Linked DNA regions of Mus musculus: region 2 is linked to region 1. Evidence: chromatin contacts called from public promoter capture Hi-C data. All regions are on one chromosome and are shown on one strand. Each heading gives the region's core, a stretch centred on a gene start, on an enhancer-like site or on the middle of the called end of the contact. The rest is flanking DNA. Distances are from core to core; before and after follow the strand shown.

Region 1 (7,566 bases), core at 3,075-5,574:
GCATCAGTGGGAGGGAGGCCCTTGGTCCTGTGGAGGCTCAGTGCTGCAGCACAGCGGCATGCTAGAGCAGTGAGGAGGGGGTGGGTGAGGGAGCACCCCCTTAGAGGTAAAGGGGAGGGGGTGGGATGGGGCGTTTGGAGAGGGGAGAGGGAGAAGGAGGACATCATTTGGAATGTAAATAAATTAAAAATAAACAATTAAAAATGGGAAAAAGCAGATGAGATGAAAATATATTTTGAGAATAGCCAAACATTTTTTGAATATGCCACTAACATCAAAAGGTGTGAGGTATCTTATGCCCCTTATTTGCTGACCAGTGTGTTATGGACAGCGCATCCCTGCTGGGACCAGTCACATCTCAGGGCTCAGCTGTGTCTCCTGGTTAGTCACCATCACTTCGGATGGTACAGTTTTTTAGAACTTTTCTTTAGCCCTTGTTGTCACAGTCGAGTGAGAGTCAATACTGTAAGAGTAAGAGTTGACAGATTGCTGCCACAGTGGAGCAGAGGTCCTGGCACATGGTTCCGTCCTTGACCTGGTCCTGTTGATCATTTCGACCGATGAATTTGGAAGTGCCATGGCCCCAAATACCTGCTCTCTCAATGTGGTTCATCAAGTACAGGTGGGAATCATTTTACAGACCCTAAGGAACACTGTGACAAGGGAATGAGATGCAGACGCACACCACCATGGACGCACACAGCCAGTGTTGCCGTCCCTTACTGTCACCGTAGATGAGTAAGTCATTGATTCAGAGAGCAAGAATTCAAGAGAGGACAGGTGTGAAAACAGGTTACAAATCAAAGCAGTGGAGGTACACACCTCAATCCCAGCTCTCAGGAGGCAGAGGCAGTCAAGAGCTGAGTTTGAGGCCAGCCTGATCTACAGAGCGAGTTCCAGGACAGCCAGGGCTGCACTGTGACACCTTGTTTCAAAAAAGTCAAATAAGATAAAATAGGCAAAGTGCAGGGTGTGATAGTGTCTTGCCAGCGCTATCAAGGGGGCTGTTCAAGGCTATCCTGAGCTATAGTGAGTTCTAGGTGGGCTTGGTTACAATGTCTCAAATAAAACAGAATGAAACAAAGGGTTTAAATTGCTTTGCCCACTCAAAGGGTTTCAAATCGCTTTGCCTGGTTAGCACTTAACAAGGCAAAGGAAAATGTTGAAAATCAAAATGGGAGAGTGCCAATGCCATGTGAGTTCACGGCCTTCATCGGGTTGCTGTCCTTTTGTATAGTGTCCCTGGAAAGGGGCTGGACTCCACCTGGATTAAAGCTCACTCTTGTTCAGAAGTGGGAAGCATGGAACCAAGCATAACAGGTTTAAGCTTTGAAAGCAGCCAGTTCCCAGCGAGGTACAGGAAGAAGCCAGCTCAGAACCTGTCAAATACAGCTGGAGTCTCTCTTACACCCCGCCTCCCCAGCAAATAACTGTGAGCTGTCGGTGTTTGGAGAGTGAGGGGGCGAAGAGACAGCAAACAGTGTCTTGTCAGACTGCTCGAGGGCTTAAGGTTCTGTGACCTGGAGCGTGTGGGGGAGGGACAAGTGCTCTTGCTGCTCGGAGAGGAGAATGGATACTCTGATGGTCTCCGGAGCAGATGGCTCTGGTGCTTGGGCAACATAGACTGACTGGTGAGAGTGACCGAGCTCTGAGGGTGGGACCTCATGAATGGAATTAGTGTCCTCATGAAAGAGGCTCCAGGGAGCGCCCCTCCACCCTCTGGGGACACACAGAAGGCCCTCTGTGTGACACTGTGTGAGGCATGGGCTCTTCAAATGCCTTGATCTTGGAATTCCCAGCCTCAGAACCAGGAGTGTAAATTTGGATGTTAATAAATAACCAAGCCTGACTTATTTGGTTAGAGTAGCTCTAGCAGACCGAGGAGGCCTGTATCAGATGAAAGCAAAAACCGCCTAGTCCAGGGTTCTCTGAAGTTGTCTGAATACCTTTTCCCTGTGATAAGCATGAACATTAAAAACAGGCCCTAGGAGGAGACCTGGAAGAAGGCCCAGTCAGTAAAGTGCTTGCCACATGAGCTTGGGAACCTGAGTTTGAATTCTCCAGCACCCAGAAACCAGCAGTGGGGAGACAGAGACAGAAGGACCCCTGGAGCTTGCTGGCCAGTCAGTCCAGCTGATTGCTAAGCTCCAGGTGTACTGAGAGCTCTTGTCTCAGATGACCTTATTTTGACCCCTGGGATCCACACAGTGGCTTGCCTAAAAGCTGTCCTCTGACCCCTGCATGTGCACATACACAAAAATAAAATAACAAAATAAAATACAGCAGAAGACAACTGTCACTGGTATGCACACACACACACACACACACACACACACACAGCTTGATGGCATAGCTCAGTGGTGGAGGGCTGAGCTTTCCAGCAGATAAAAGCAGTATTTAGTCCCTGACATGGCTATGTATATAATAAATAAACAAAGCAGGCAAGCAACACTGACACTCCCCATGGGTGTCAAAATATTTGGTCAACTGTTGCATAATTGTGTCTGTTGATTCATGTAATCCTTATCAGAACTGAATAAATTCTGTGGAGATTTCTATCCATCTCAGGGTGTTATTTGCTGAATATATATATGTATACACACACACACCAAGGGCCCCAGACTGTTTTTAGCTGGTCCCATACTCTTTCCTTCAGCTTCTGTCTCCCTGACAAGGAGAGACTTTAAGGTGACTTCAGTGCCGATGTATTCAAATGCTTCCTGTTGCTCCGTCAGCTTACTTGACCTTTCTGCTAGGTCTTCTAGAGAGGCTGTGGTAAGGTGGCAGGTGATAAAGAGAATTCAGGCCAGGTTGTGAAAGGCAGGTCTGTTTCCTCCCCTCCCCTCCCTTCTTCCCTTCCTCCCACACAGACAATCTCAGACTCCCCAATTGCTTAACAGGTAGATGATGAAGGATGGCCTAGGGTTTGGGAAGGTGGCTGGATAATTACTGAAGGTGAGACACTGGATTACTGGGAAAATACTGGGCAGGTAGGTAGGTGGTCTCCTGGGTGCCCCTCGGATCTCACTGTCTGGCTGGATTCAACACTAACTTCTCAGATTGATTTTCGGGGTGGGTTCCACGCACAGCAGAAGAAAGCCCCCAAAGCAAGAGGGCACATTTATAGAAGGTATCTGAACTACCTGAAACATGTTCCTGCTGGATTAATTCAGAGTCATTCAGTCCCTTTATAGTTAGACTGAGTAGCCATTGGCATCGAAGTTCTTGATATTGACTCTAGGTTTCTCTGCTATTGGCCAGACTTCTGTTTCCTCATCTTGAATCTGAGCCGGTTACCTTTTGCTAAGGTTTGAGTCTTCCTGGAAGGGCGAATTCTCTCCCTGATCCATCTCTCTTCTCTTCAGGGTGTACTTTTACTCAGTTTTGCTGAAGTTGGTGAAGTCCCGAGATTCAACGTCTTTCTCTAACTCCCTGAGATTTCACTTAAAAAAATTCCACCTACTTATTTTAGTGTGTGCACACGCGCGTGTGTGCACATGTCATGAATGGAGCGTTTGAGTCACTACTTGCAGGAGACGGTTTTCTCTTTCCACCAGGTGGGGCAGAGTCCTTATTCCCTGTTTTAGATAGGGCTGAAAGACAAGTTGGTTCGTTTCTTTAAAAGAGTGAGCAAAGTGTGGCTGGCGCTCTCCTTGGCTGCTGAAGTTCGGGGAAAACCTTGACGCTCACAGAGGAGGCAAGCTAGGCCTCGTGAATGAGTACTGTGTGCGGTTCTGGCTGCTGCCAGCACCTGCGATCATCACGCCCACGCTAGGGCGCAGGCAGCACGGGGTGGGGTCGGTGCGGGGACTGGACCCCTTGGTAGATAAAAGTGGTTTCAGTGGCTGGTCAGAGTGAAGCCAGAGAGACCAAAATCATCCAGCCAGAAGCGTGGACAGGGAAGGGAGTAAGAGCCCATCTGGAGTGGAGGACGGAAGACCGCTGGGGCCAGGGGTGCAGAATGGCTGGTAGGATGGGCCTGAGGCTGGAGGTGAGGCTGAGAGAATAGCGGAGGTGACCAGCTGGAGGTGGGGTGCACAGGACTGGAGGTGGGACACAGTGAGGTGGAGACCCGCTGGTGGTGTGGCGAAAAAGGGAGGGGACTTGCACGTAGGGTTCACAGAGCTAAGACTTAAGGTGTCCCCGAGGGCTAGTCCGGAGCGCAGATGAGTGGAGGTCGAGATGGAGGCCAGGGGGCCCTGCAGGGCGTCGCCTCACTGCAGCAGCACAGAGCCGAGGAGAGGGGCGGGTCCCGAGAGGGGCGGAGACCAAAGGGCCGGGCAGCGGGCGGAACTCGGGCGGGCGGGAAGTGGGTGGGGACCCGTCGGGTTCCAGGGACCTAGGCTAAGCTGCGCGCGCGTGTGTCGGCGCCCCAACGAGATGAGCGGAACCGGGTCCGCCGGCATGGCCCGGGGGCTGCGCGTGGACGGGCTGCCACCGCTACCCAAAAGCCTGAGCGGGCTGCTGCACTCGGCGGCGGGAGGCGCGGCGGGTGGCTGGCGGCACCTGGAGCGGCTGTACGCTCAGAAGTCGCGCATCCAGGACGAGCTGAACCGAGGGGGCGCGGGCGGCGGCGGGGCGCGGGCGGCCGGGATGCGGACCAAGCCCCCCAACCTGGACGCCGCGCTGGCGCTGTTGCGCAAGGAGATGGTAAGGACTAGGCGCCGTGAGTCCCGTCGTGGGACACTCTCTTTTGGTCCCTGAAAGCCCGGACTCCCCTCTAGGGCTTCCCACGGCTTCACATCACCTCCGGCAGGGCAGCTTCAGATGCTGGGGTTCTCCCGGGCCAGGTCAGGGCGCGGCGAGGTTCGCCTGCCGGGTCTCAGGAGAACAGGCTTCCTGTGCGCCTGCGGGTCAGTGTGAACAACAGATGGGTGGCCGGGCCCCTCCCCGGCCGCCCTCCAGGAATCCGATTACCGGCGCGGAAGCGGTACTCGGCCGGGTGAAGTCCTTATGTCTGGTCACAAACAATGGGTTTAGTTTTTTTCTCCCTCCTGCGAAGTGGAGTAGGTGTTCCTGCACCAGGACGCACGATTCAGGGTGATGCCAGGGCAGAGATTTGGGCCGCAGGGAGCTCTTTCCCAGGTTGCTTCCTGTGGCTAGCCAGGTAGGGAAAGACCCACGCAACCCACCCATCCAAGTTCTTTCCCCTAGACTAAGATCTTCTACCCTGAGCCTAATACATCTAGCGAATTGCATTTGCTTAGATAAATCCATACTTAGTGTGTTTACAGCCTAATCATGAATGGCTGAGTGAAATAAAGAGACTGGCCCCCCAAGTGTTTGAGGTATTTTTTTTTTCTTGCATAAGACGCAAGGCGCATGGTGACTCTTGGTTGTGAAGCTCTGCTTTATAAACATGCTAGGGAGGCTTGGGAGCCCAGCTACATTCCCGAAGGTATTTCCCAGGTCCCTCCTGCTATGACTAAGGTACAGAACCTTATAATTATGCCTTGGGCGGTAGCTCCGGAGCTCAGCTATAGGAAATGAGCTGCTGTCACTCTGCCTGATAACAATGTTAAAGGTAGGGTTTGGCTACAGGCCCTGACAGGCCTTCTCAGAAAACCATCACGAGGCTCTTCCGTCTGTCTGGTAGCTAGCTGTTCAAGAGACTTACTGTCCTGGGGGAATGGTGAGGTTTCCGAGACAGTTCACATCTCGCTTAAAAATAGTCGTTCATTCCAGAGCCTTCTGCAGAATGTCTGTGTCGATCTATTTAATTTGAGGGCCAGAGGTCAAATCTGTGGTGGGGATATAATTCATGTCGGGACAGAATGTGACAAGTGCCAGAGAAAGGGACAAAGCACAGAAAGAGGGCGTGTCCCCCAATACAGTGGGGACTTCTCTATGGAGTCAGGGAGGTGGGAAGGCCGGAAGTGACCGGGAGAGAACTCTGAGATTGCTGAGCTGAGTGGTGCCCTGAGCCTCTCAGCCTCAGGCTTGACTGACAGGAACCAGAGGTTAGGAGGTGGCCCTGTAGCTGTGGGAAGCCTGCGGATCACCGGATCACCGGTCTCAGGAGCAGGAACTCTGGGATGTTCTATGAGTATAGGAGGCCTGGAAAATGCCCTAGGTGCACCTGGGAAACTCACAAGGATTGCTAATGGGTCCCCAAAGCTGATAAAGAAAGAAGTGAATCAAAGATGACCCAAGTTTTTTGTTTGATTGGTTACTGATGGAAAGTATTTAGTAACAAAACAAAAATCACAGTCCTAAGACTGGTCCTGTCACCCAGTGGCAGAGGCCTGCCTAGCATGCATGTGGCCTGTGTAAATTATATTTCTCATTGCTTTGACAAAAGCCATGCAAGGGAAGTCTTATTGACTCACAGTGCCAGCCACAGTCCGTCTTGGTGAGGAAATGTCGGCAGGCACATGAGGCAGCTGGTGACAGTCCATCTGCAGTCAGGATGCAGAGAGAGGGTTGCAGGGTGTCAGCTTGATTTTCTCCTTTTTCTTCAGTCTGGAACCCGAGGCCATGGCAAGATACATGGGTAGGACGGGTCTTCTACATCAGCTAATCCAATCTAGAAACTGCCTCAGAAATGCCCAGACATTTATGTCCTTGGTGGTTCAAGACCCTGTTGACAGTCACTATTAATCAATCATTCAAGGCCCTGTGTTCAGGTTCAATTCTGTGCATGCCACACCCCACATCACAGGCTGGCACAGAGAGAGAGAGATGGTCACTGCTAACAGTTTGAAGTATGCAAATAGTCTGGTTGTATGCATGTCTTGATATGGTAGTGTGTACCTGTGGTCAAGTTTGAAGGGACCCTGAGTTGAGTTGGACAACAAGACGCCATCTCAAAAAAAACCAAACAAAACCCAAGTAGTTTCTATACATTGTCTAAATTCTTGTGTTTTAGTTGTATCTCTGTTGGTGGGATAAAGTATCCTCAAAAAGCAACTTAGGGAAAAAAGAATTTATTTACCTTACACTTCCAGGTTACAGTATCATTGTAGGGAAGCCCAGGCCATAAGAACTTGAAGCAACTAATCAGATCCATAGTTCCAAGCAGAGAGAATGCAAGCATGTTTGTTTGCTAGTGTTCAGCCCTGCCCCTCCTCTACAGTTCAGGGATCCTCTGCCTAGGGGATGGTACCCGCCCACAGTGGGCTGGGTCGTTATGTGTTAATTCCCACATCAATTGACATTCAAGACAATTCTCCATAGATATTTCATCAGGCCAACCTAATCTAGACAATGTTTCAGACTCTCTTCTCAGGGGACCTAGGTTGTGTCAAGTTGATAATTAGAACTAGTCACCACATGTTGTACCTTCTTCATGGGAGAGGTACTTCATCTTAATTTTATTTATTTATTTTTTGAGACAGGGCCTCACTGTGTAGCCCTTGGCTGGCCTGGAACTCACAGAAATCTACCTACCTCTGCCTTCTGAGTAATGGGATTAAAGACATTGCCACTACTCTCAGCTTGGCTTATTTTTTTAATCATTTAAATTTATTTATTTTTTACTACTTTTTAAAAAGATTTATTTATTGTTATAGCTAAGTACACTGTAGCTGTCTTCAGACACACCAGAAAAGGGTGTCAGATCTCATT
Region 2 (7,566 bases), core at 2,503-5,002, 1.2 Mb before region 1:
TGTGTGTGTGTGTGTGTGTGTTTATGGGGTGCTGGAGATGAAGGGGCCCCCATGCTAAGAAAGCACTGTAGGAACTGTGATAATAACATTGTAAAATAAAGGAAATCTAGTCTGTCTTTGAAGAAATTAAAAGAACCCCAGAAAGTTGGGCTACTTGTCCTGAGGGTGAAAAGATTTCCAAAAGCTAACGTAGGAGGGAACTGCCAATAAAAGACCAAGAATCTCCCAGACAGGCAGTGTCTCGTGTTGGCGGGATCAACAGAAACCGTTTTACTAGTCTTATTTTACAAACCATTTACAGATAAAAGGAACTCTTTAAAAGATCACCTTTCACGCGCAAGCATACAGCGGGACCCCCAAGCCCTCCTGGGCTCTACACATACCTAGCAAACAAGCACTGCTTGTGGACATGTGATGCGGCCCTCGGGATGCACTGAGCAGGAAGAGGGAGGTAGCTCAGACAGGATAGTATAGCTCTTGCCTGCAAGCATGCACGCCCAGGAGAGAGTTCTAGAACCCACATGCAAAAAGGCAGGAATGCTGGCACGTGCTTGTAATCCCAGGGCTGAGGAAGAGACAGGTGAAATCCTGGGGCTTCCTAGCCACCCAGCCTCGCCTTGTATAAGTTCCTAGGTCAGAGATTCTGTCTCAGTCAGAGGTGAAAGGCACTGGAGGAACAAAGGAGTTCTGAGGTTGTCCTCTGGTCTCCACACATGTGTGTGCTTGCAACTGCACACACACACACACACACACACACACACACACACACACACACACACACCAGACTGGGTGCAATGCCAAAGCAGTATCAGTGGCCTTGAACCTTTGTTGCAAGGAGTGATGTGTCATAAGCATTAGTTTTGGCAGGATTAATTTGAAGAATGCCAGGTTCTGTGTTATCCTGAAGCTCCTGCAGAGGAGGGCCTGGTGTGACGTGCTGTCCTGTCTGGGGGCCGTCTACCTGTCCTTCAGAAGAAGCCTCGAGCACTCAGGTTTGCAAGGCAAGTGGAGGCTCACCGTGTCCTGTGGCAGCAGGCTACCTACATAGTGCTCTCAGTGACAACATACTTTAGGAAATAAGGACAAGTAGTGGGAACTAGCAAATATGAAGTATGTACATAAATACGCTCCTTAAAGATCATGCCATGGTGCAAAAGAATGGCTTGGTCAGAAAAGAGCTTGTTCTACAAGCACAAGGACAGAACCTGGGTTCCATCTTTAGGACTCACATCAAAAGTCTGGCTTGGCAGGCAGCACACTCTTAGGATCCCAGTAGTGGGGAGGCCCAGGTGGGAGAGCCCATGGGACTCAATGGCCTCCCTGCCTAGCCAAATCTGGTGAATTCCAGGAATGTGAGAAACTGTTTCAATAAAGAGGCCCGGAGGAAGGTACACTCAGGGTTTACCTCAGGCCTTCGAACAAAGGAACACCCACCTACCCTCACACATGTGCACCTGGACACACGTGAATACATACACACAAAAGAAAGACATGCTGTGTATTAAGTATGACAGAACCCTCAAGGCAAACCACTTCAGGAGTCCCATGCAGTCAGCTGGAGACACGTGGTGTCAAGGCAAGCTTCCCTAGGCTTGTGGCTCATGGCTGGAGCAGCTGAGGCCTAAATGAGGTGGACTGGGGGAGGGGTGGAGAGCCATCCTGTGCTCACCCACAGCTGCAACCTCCCAGTTATTCATAATTTGCATAATGGAGAGAATGCTTTTTATCTTTCAGGTGCATTTCTGTACTGAAGGATTTTGACAGCCAGAGGGAATATGTGCCAGCATATAAAGTACCGCTTACTGCCCTGGCTGCTGGCTGCTGGCTACTGTCTTTCTGCTCTCCGAAGACACTGAGGTCCTTCCAGCTAGCTCCTGTCCTAGCAAGTTTAGGATGACTGAGGGGTTTGCAACTGTGCCTGGTCAGCACCAGCTTTGGCTGAATCCTTTAGACTTGCAAGAGATTCCATTTCACTCTGGGGAGGGGAAGGCTCTCCAGTAGTGGAGAGCAACTGCAAACAGCAATCCTGGACTCCAGCTCTCTTAGACGTTCATGCTGATGGTTTGTGTTTAGATTGCATGGGAGCTCCCTGCTAATGCCTGGAAAGTCCACTCTGACTTCCAGATCAGGCGACTGACACAACCTGATATTTCCAGTACCGTACAGGATCCGTGCACTTGTTCTCGGCCCAAATGGGTGCTTTCCAATGTGCAGAAAAGATTTCTCCTAACAGTACAGTCATGTTTCAGAGACAGAGACTTCTGACCCGTAAGGAAAGACCAAGGGCAAGAAGCCATGTTCACAGTGAACATGGTTTGGGGTGGGTGGTGGGGTAGAGCTCAGCGGCAGAATGCCTGCTTGGAATGCGTGAAGCCCAGCTTTTGCAGAGCGTACCAGGAGAAAAGAATTAGAAACTTTAATAAGACACTTGTAAAGTGGAAGGAAATGACTGACGGAGTGCAGGTAATGTGGCCACCAGGCTAAACATGCTCTGTTTAAGGCCAGGGCTGGTAAAGTCCCGTGCAAGCGTATTGGGAGACCTACACAGATTATATGTGTAGTGTCCGATAGGTCCGGAGAGTAAAAAAAAATTTATCTACAAGCTCCTGACCCTGTCTTTTAAAGGGGTGCTCACAGGTAATAACGCCAGGGTAAGTACGAACTTCCCTAAAGCAAGTTAACCAGAGCCTGTCTTCCCACTCTGTGTCAGAGCCAGACCCCTCTCTTGGCTCCTGGAACCTAATTCCCTTGGGGCTAGCCTCACTTACTGTTGCTGGACTTGAGGTCACGGTGCAGGATGGGCACCACCGCCTCCTCGTGCAGGTACAGCATGCCGCGGGCGATCTGCACCGCCCAGTTGACCAGAACCTGTGGGGGGATGCGGCGCGCGCGGCGGGGGCCGGGCGCTCGCGGATCCGATGCTGCCGCCGCCAGCGCGCGGTTGAGCGCGCCGCCACGCGCGAACTCCAGCACCAGGCAGAGGTGCGGCTGCCGCAGGCACACACCCCGCAGCTGGATGATGTTGGGGTGCCGCAGCATAGCGAAGAGCCGCGCCTCGCGCCGTACGCTCTCGGCCGCCGCCGCCGCGTCCTGCTCCGGGTCCCGGCGCGCCGCCTTCACCGCCACCTCCTGGCCCTGCCAGGTGGCGCGGTACACCTGACCGAAGCCGCCGGCGCCGATCAGCTCCTTGAGCTCCAGGCGCTCGAAGTCTACGTGCACAGGCGAGCAGGGTCTCGGCGGGGGCGGCGCCGGCGGCGGCACCGGGCCACAGGGCGCCACGTAGCTGGCCGGAAAGATGCCCAGGCGCCGCTGCACTTGGCCGGCCCACCAGCCCTCGTCTCCTGACACCGCGGCGTCCTGCGACAGTACCTCGACCAGCTGACCGCGCCTCAGGCTCAGCTCGTCCTCACCGCGCGCTTCGTAATCATAAAGCGCGGCCCACATCCCGGAGGAGGTACTCCCCGAGTCGTCCCGGGCCGGGGACAGCGGCGTGTCAGCCGTGCCCTCGGCTACAGGTAGAGCCATAGGGGCGATTGAGAGGTCGCTAGTGGACCAAGTGCGACAGCCACAACCTCAGCTTTCCGGGTCTCCAGCGACGCGTATCATCGGTCCGAGCTAACAGGGAAGGGTGCAGGGCTGGAGCAGGACTACAGAGGTTACGACCACTGCCCGGGGGCTCTGACCTCTGCTCTGCCTCCAGTTTGGCTAGTTCTTCCCCGCAGCCGCTAGCGCGGACAACCGGTGGCGGTGCTGGACCTGCTTAGACTTACGCGCGCTCCCCAGAAGTCGCCCCCACCCTCAGCCCCTCCTCCTTGGCCACTCCACCCTCCAGGTCCTTTCCCCTTGGCACTAGCTCTGGCCCCGCCGGGTTCGTTACCCCTGGGTTCCACCCTCCATTAGTCCCTCCCTAGTGCCAGTCCCGCCCTCCAGGTTCTTTAACCCCTAGAACTCTCTCTGAGTCTAACCTGAACCTGAGTCTCCTGTGCCCGACACGCCCCCAGCAAACCCATTCCGCCAGGTTGGCGTTTCTGCCCCTGTAATTTTGCTTTGCCGAGATTCGTCCTCCCTCCAAGTCTTCCTGGTTCCACCCCTGGTGCCCGCCCTTTCCCAAGTTCATTCTCTAAGTTCATTGGTGCTCCTGGATCCACACCTCTAGGTCCATTTACTTCGCGCTGGGGCAGTCTTCTTAGGCCCACTCTCTGCTCTGAGTTCATAAGGACCACCTTCTTTTGATCTCCTGGATCTGTCCCACCCGTTCCAAATCCATTACTCAAGGTCCCTTACTGACGATCCTCTAAACAGCCGGGTCCCCTCGACCGCCCTTCGGGGACCGCCTCCGCTTTCTAGGTCCATTCTGACCCCGCCCCCAGACTGTCAGCCTTTTCACCTCCACGCGTGACCTATTCTGAGCCCGCCCTCTGGCGTCTCCACTACACCTCAGGCGCCCTCTTGGCCTCGATGGCGGAGTAAGCCTGGGGCCACTTAAAGTTTTCCAGAAAGTTAAAGAGAGAGATCATGGTGCTCGAAGATGGTTGGACTCCTCAGTGAAAAGAGAGAGGAGATGGAGAGAAGAGGACCCTGGAGCTCTAGATGTAAAGTGACAGACCATCCCAGCAACAGATAGACGTTCGGATCCTGGAGCGCGGTTCCAGACAGAGGTCTAGTGTGCTTGATCTCACCGGACTGCAGGCATGGAAAGTCTCCAGGTTACAGACATAGGGAACCACAGTCTCATAACCCCGAAAGCTGGCGCGTTCCTGTGCCTACAGTGCTCCGATGTCAGGAATCCCCAGGTCCCGTCTAACCCTGTGTACCCTCAGACTCCGATGTAGACTACCTTGGAGGCACCTATGAGCTACAGGTTGCCAGGGTGACACAACTGATGAAGCTTTAAAAAGTAGAGAATACAGTTGCAAAATTGGTTCACGACACCAGAACACAACGTGTGCTAAGCCTGAGCGTCCTGGCCGGTGTAGGATGCTCCTAACACGAGAGCACATAAGGAGGTTTTGTTTTGCTTCGGCTCTTTGCCGTTTTGTTTGTTCGCAGTGTCTAAATTTGCTCATCTGTAAAACGGTAACCTCGCGTGGTAGCTGAGAAGAGCCTGGAGGGTGTTTGTTGAATAATAATTCACACCAATATTAATACTTTTTATTTTGAGGCAGAGTTTTGTCCGGCTGCCTATGCTGACCTTGTACATACTTTAGAACACAGGTTTGCCGGGAACTCAGAACAGTGAGCTCTCAGCCTCCTGAAGGCTGGGATTATGAGTGTGCGCCATCAGCCAAGCCTGGCACTCCCTGATAGAGCAAGCAGATGTCTGCCAGCACCCCTTTCATTAACATATTTTCTGGCTTTTCTATTCTTATAACTATTCTTATAATTGTTATTGTGTCTGTTTCGGAGTCTTCCAGGCTCTGCCCAAAAGCTACATAGTAGCCTACAAGGTGTAAGCCATCCTGGCCTATAAGGACTGCTCAGCTCCCGCTCTCTCTCTCTCTCTCTCTCTCTCCCTCCCTCCCTTCCTCCCTCCCTCCTTCCCTCTCTCACCATCTCCTATTTCCTCTCTCTCCAGCATGTTCCCCACTGACCTCTTCCTCTCTCTGTCCTTCTCTGTCCCCCTTGCTCTGCCTCTACCCCTTTTTCAGGTCTCCTTCCCTTCCTATCCACAAACCTTCTTCATACTAGGTCTGTCCTATGGCTTGATTGTTCAGGGAGATACCCTTGCCTGCTCCCTCCTGACGAATTATACCTGGGTTCATAAAACACAATAGTGTGTGTGTGTGTGTACACGTGTGTGTGTGTGTGTGTGTGTGTGTGTGTGTGTGTGTGTGTGTACACGTGTGTGTGCGTGCATGCACGTGCGAGAGCCCAGGAGTGGAGACTGGAAAAGGACATCTGGTGTTGCCTTTCTCAGTTGTACACTTTTGAGATAAAATCTCTCACTGAACCTGGAGCCAGGTTGGCAGTCAGCAAGCCCTTGGGAGGCTCTCTCCTCCCATGGTACAGAGATGCTCTCTCCTCCCATGATACAGAGATGGCTACACCATGGTTTTTATCTGGGTTTTTTTATTTGGATCCAAACCCAAATCTTCATGCTTTTGCAGCAAATGCCTGGACCCACCGAGCCATCTCTCCAGTTCTAACTTTTCCATTTTTCTAATATTTACACTATTATTGGCTTTTGCTTCTGACATATAATATGGATTTCCCCCTGCAAGCAATGAAGTCAAGACTCACATGATTAAGTTTAATGTGAACCAGCTTGAAAGGAAAAGCTTGTGAAATGATACCAAAATAATAATAATAATAATAATAATAATGGTCATGCTAAAAGTCCGAGGGCACAGGTTTCCAAGAAAAAACTCAGAGGGTGTAGGCTGAGAAGTGTCTTCACCCTCCTCCGCAGCCAGCTTCCACTTTTGTTTCTTGTCTGATAGGAACTCCATGGGTCAATTCAGCAAAGAGCTTCTCTGTCAAAGGGAGCCAGGGGCCTACAGAAGAAGAGGAGGGCATCCTATCAGCAAAGGAGAGAGCTTAATGTCTAAAACCTCACTTCTGTGGGTTTTGGAAGATGGTCCAGGCTGCTAAGTTGGTTGCTGCTCTTCCAGAGGATGTGAGTTGGTTTCCCCCACACTCACATGGTAGCTCTCAACTGCCTGCAACCCCAGTCCGAAGGAATCTGATGCCCTCTAATGGCTTCTGTGGGTATTGCATGCACCTGGTGCACATACACTTGGGCACAGAGGCGTGCACATAAAATAATATTTTTAAAAGTTAAAATATGCTTCTGTAATGTGGCAGGGGATAATGTTATTGGGGAAAACAAATAAACAAGAGATGAACTTGCCATGGAGGCTCACATCTGTAATCTCAGCACTTGGGAGGCAGGAGCAGGAGGATCATGAATTCTAGGCTAGCCTAGGCTACAAAGGGAAGCACTGTCTCAAAATCACAAACCAAGAACTGAAATGAGGAAATGGAGAGAGTGGAAGCTAACCTAGACTTGCCCTTGACTTTGGAATCTGAGAGTATCAACTCTTAGAGGCATGAGGAAATAACTCTAAAGATAAAGACAGGTCCTGAAGGTCATAGGAGATTATAAAGCAGCAGAAGTCTGGGTATCGATGACAAGGGGTGTCACATGTACATTGACCTGCCCTGGGCTCCTAGTCACAGGACAGTCAGCACTGACATGCCAAGAGACTGACCACCTTCAAAACAAGAGTTTCTAACCGAACAGAGGTCACTTGAGTGGGCCCTTGTTGGAGCGTAGGGGTGGATGAAGAATGGAAATAGATCACAAACAGGACAACATGGAATTGCCAGCTCTGATGCCACTCAATGTCAGGGACAGATGCTTGCCTGGAAAGAGCTGAGGAGGAAGCTAGAGAGTATAGATGACTGTAAGACTGAGTCTCTACGGAGTTCTGGGAGAGACCAGAAGCCAGAGAGAGCCAAGGAGTAAGAGAGGTATTTTCTCAAGACCTGGGGCAAGAGCGAGGGTTTAAAATCTGGGGGTAGGGGAAAGGCCAGTGAGGTGGTTCAGCGAATAACCCAAGTTTA

Evidence for each region. Capture Hi-C pulls out chosen DNA fragments and counts their contacts.
Region 2: a contact with region 1 is called in a promoter capture Hi-C map of liver, with 3 times the contacts expected there. The contact joins the promoter of Map3k21 here to the promoter of Fam89a in region 1. A contact is called at or near these places in 6 of 39 promoter capture datasets (the 3T3-L1 cell line, cranial neural crest, hippocampal neurons and 2 more) and 2 of 9 other capture datasets (embryonic stem cells and liver).

The regions. Positions count from the first base shown.
Region 1 is chr8:124,748,624-124,756,189 of GRCm38.p6, reverse strand. It overlaps Fam89a (family with sequence similarity 89, member A), which reads left to right and starts at 4,324. Exons shown (of 2, transcript NM_001081120.2): 1 at 4,324-4,650. The coding sequence starts at 4,381.
Region 2 is chr8:125,906,636-125,914,201 of GRCm38.p6, reverse strand. Map3k21 (mitogen-activated protein kinase kinase kinase 21) reads right to left here and starts at 3,752. Exons shown (of 10, transcript NM_145608.2): 1 at 2,769-3,752. The coding sequence starts at 3,525. A730098A19Rik (RIKEN cDNA A730098A19 gene) reads right to left here. Exons shown (of 2, transcript NR_155422.1): 2 at 6,058-6,494.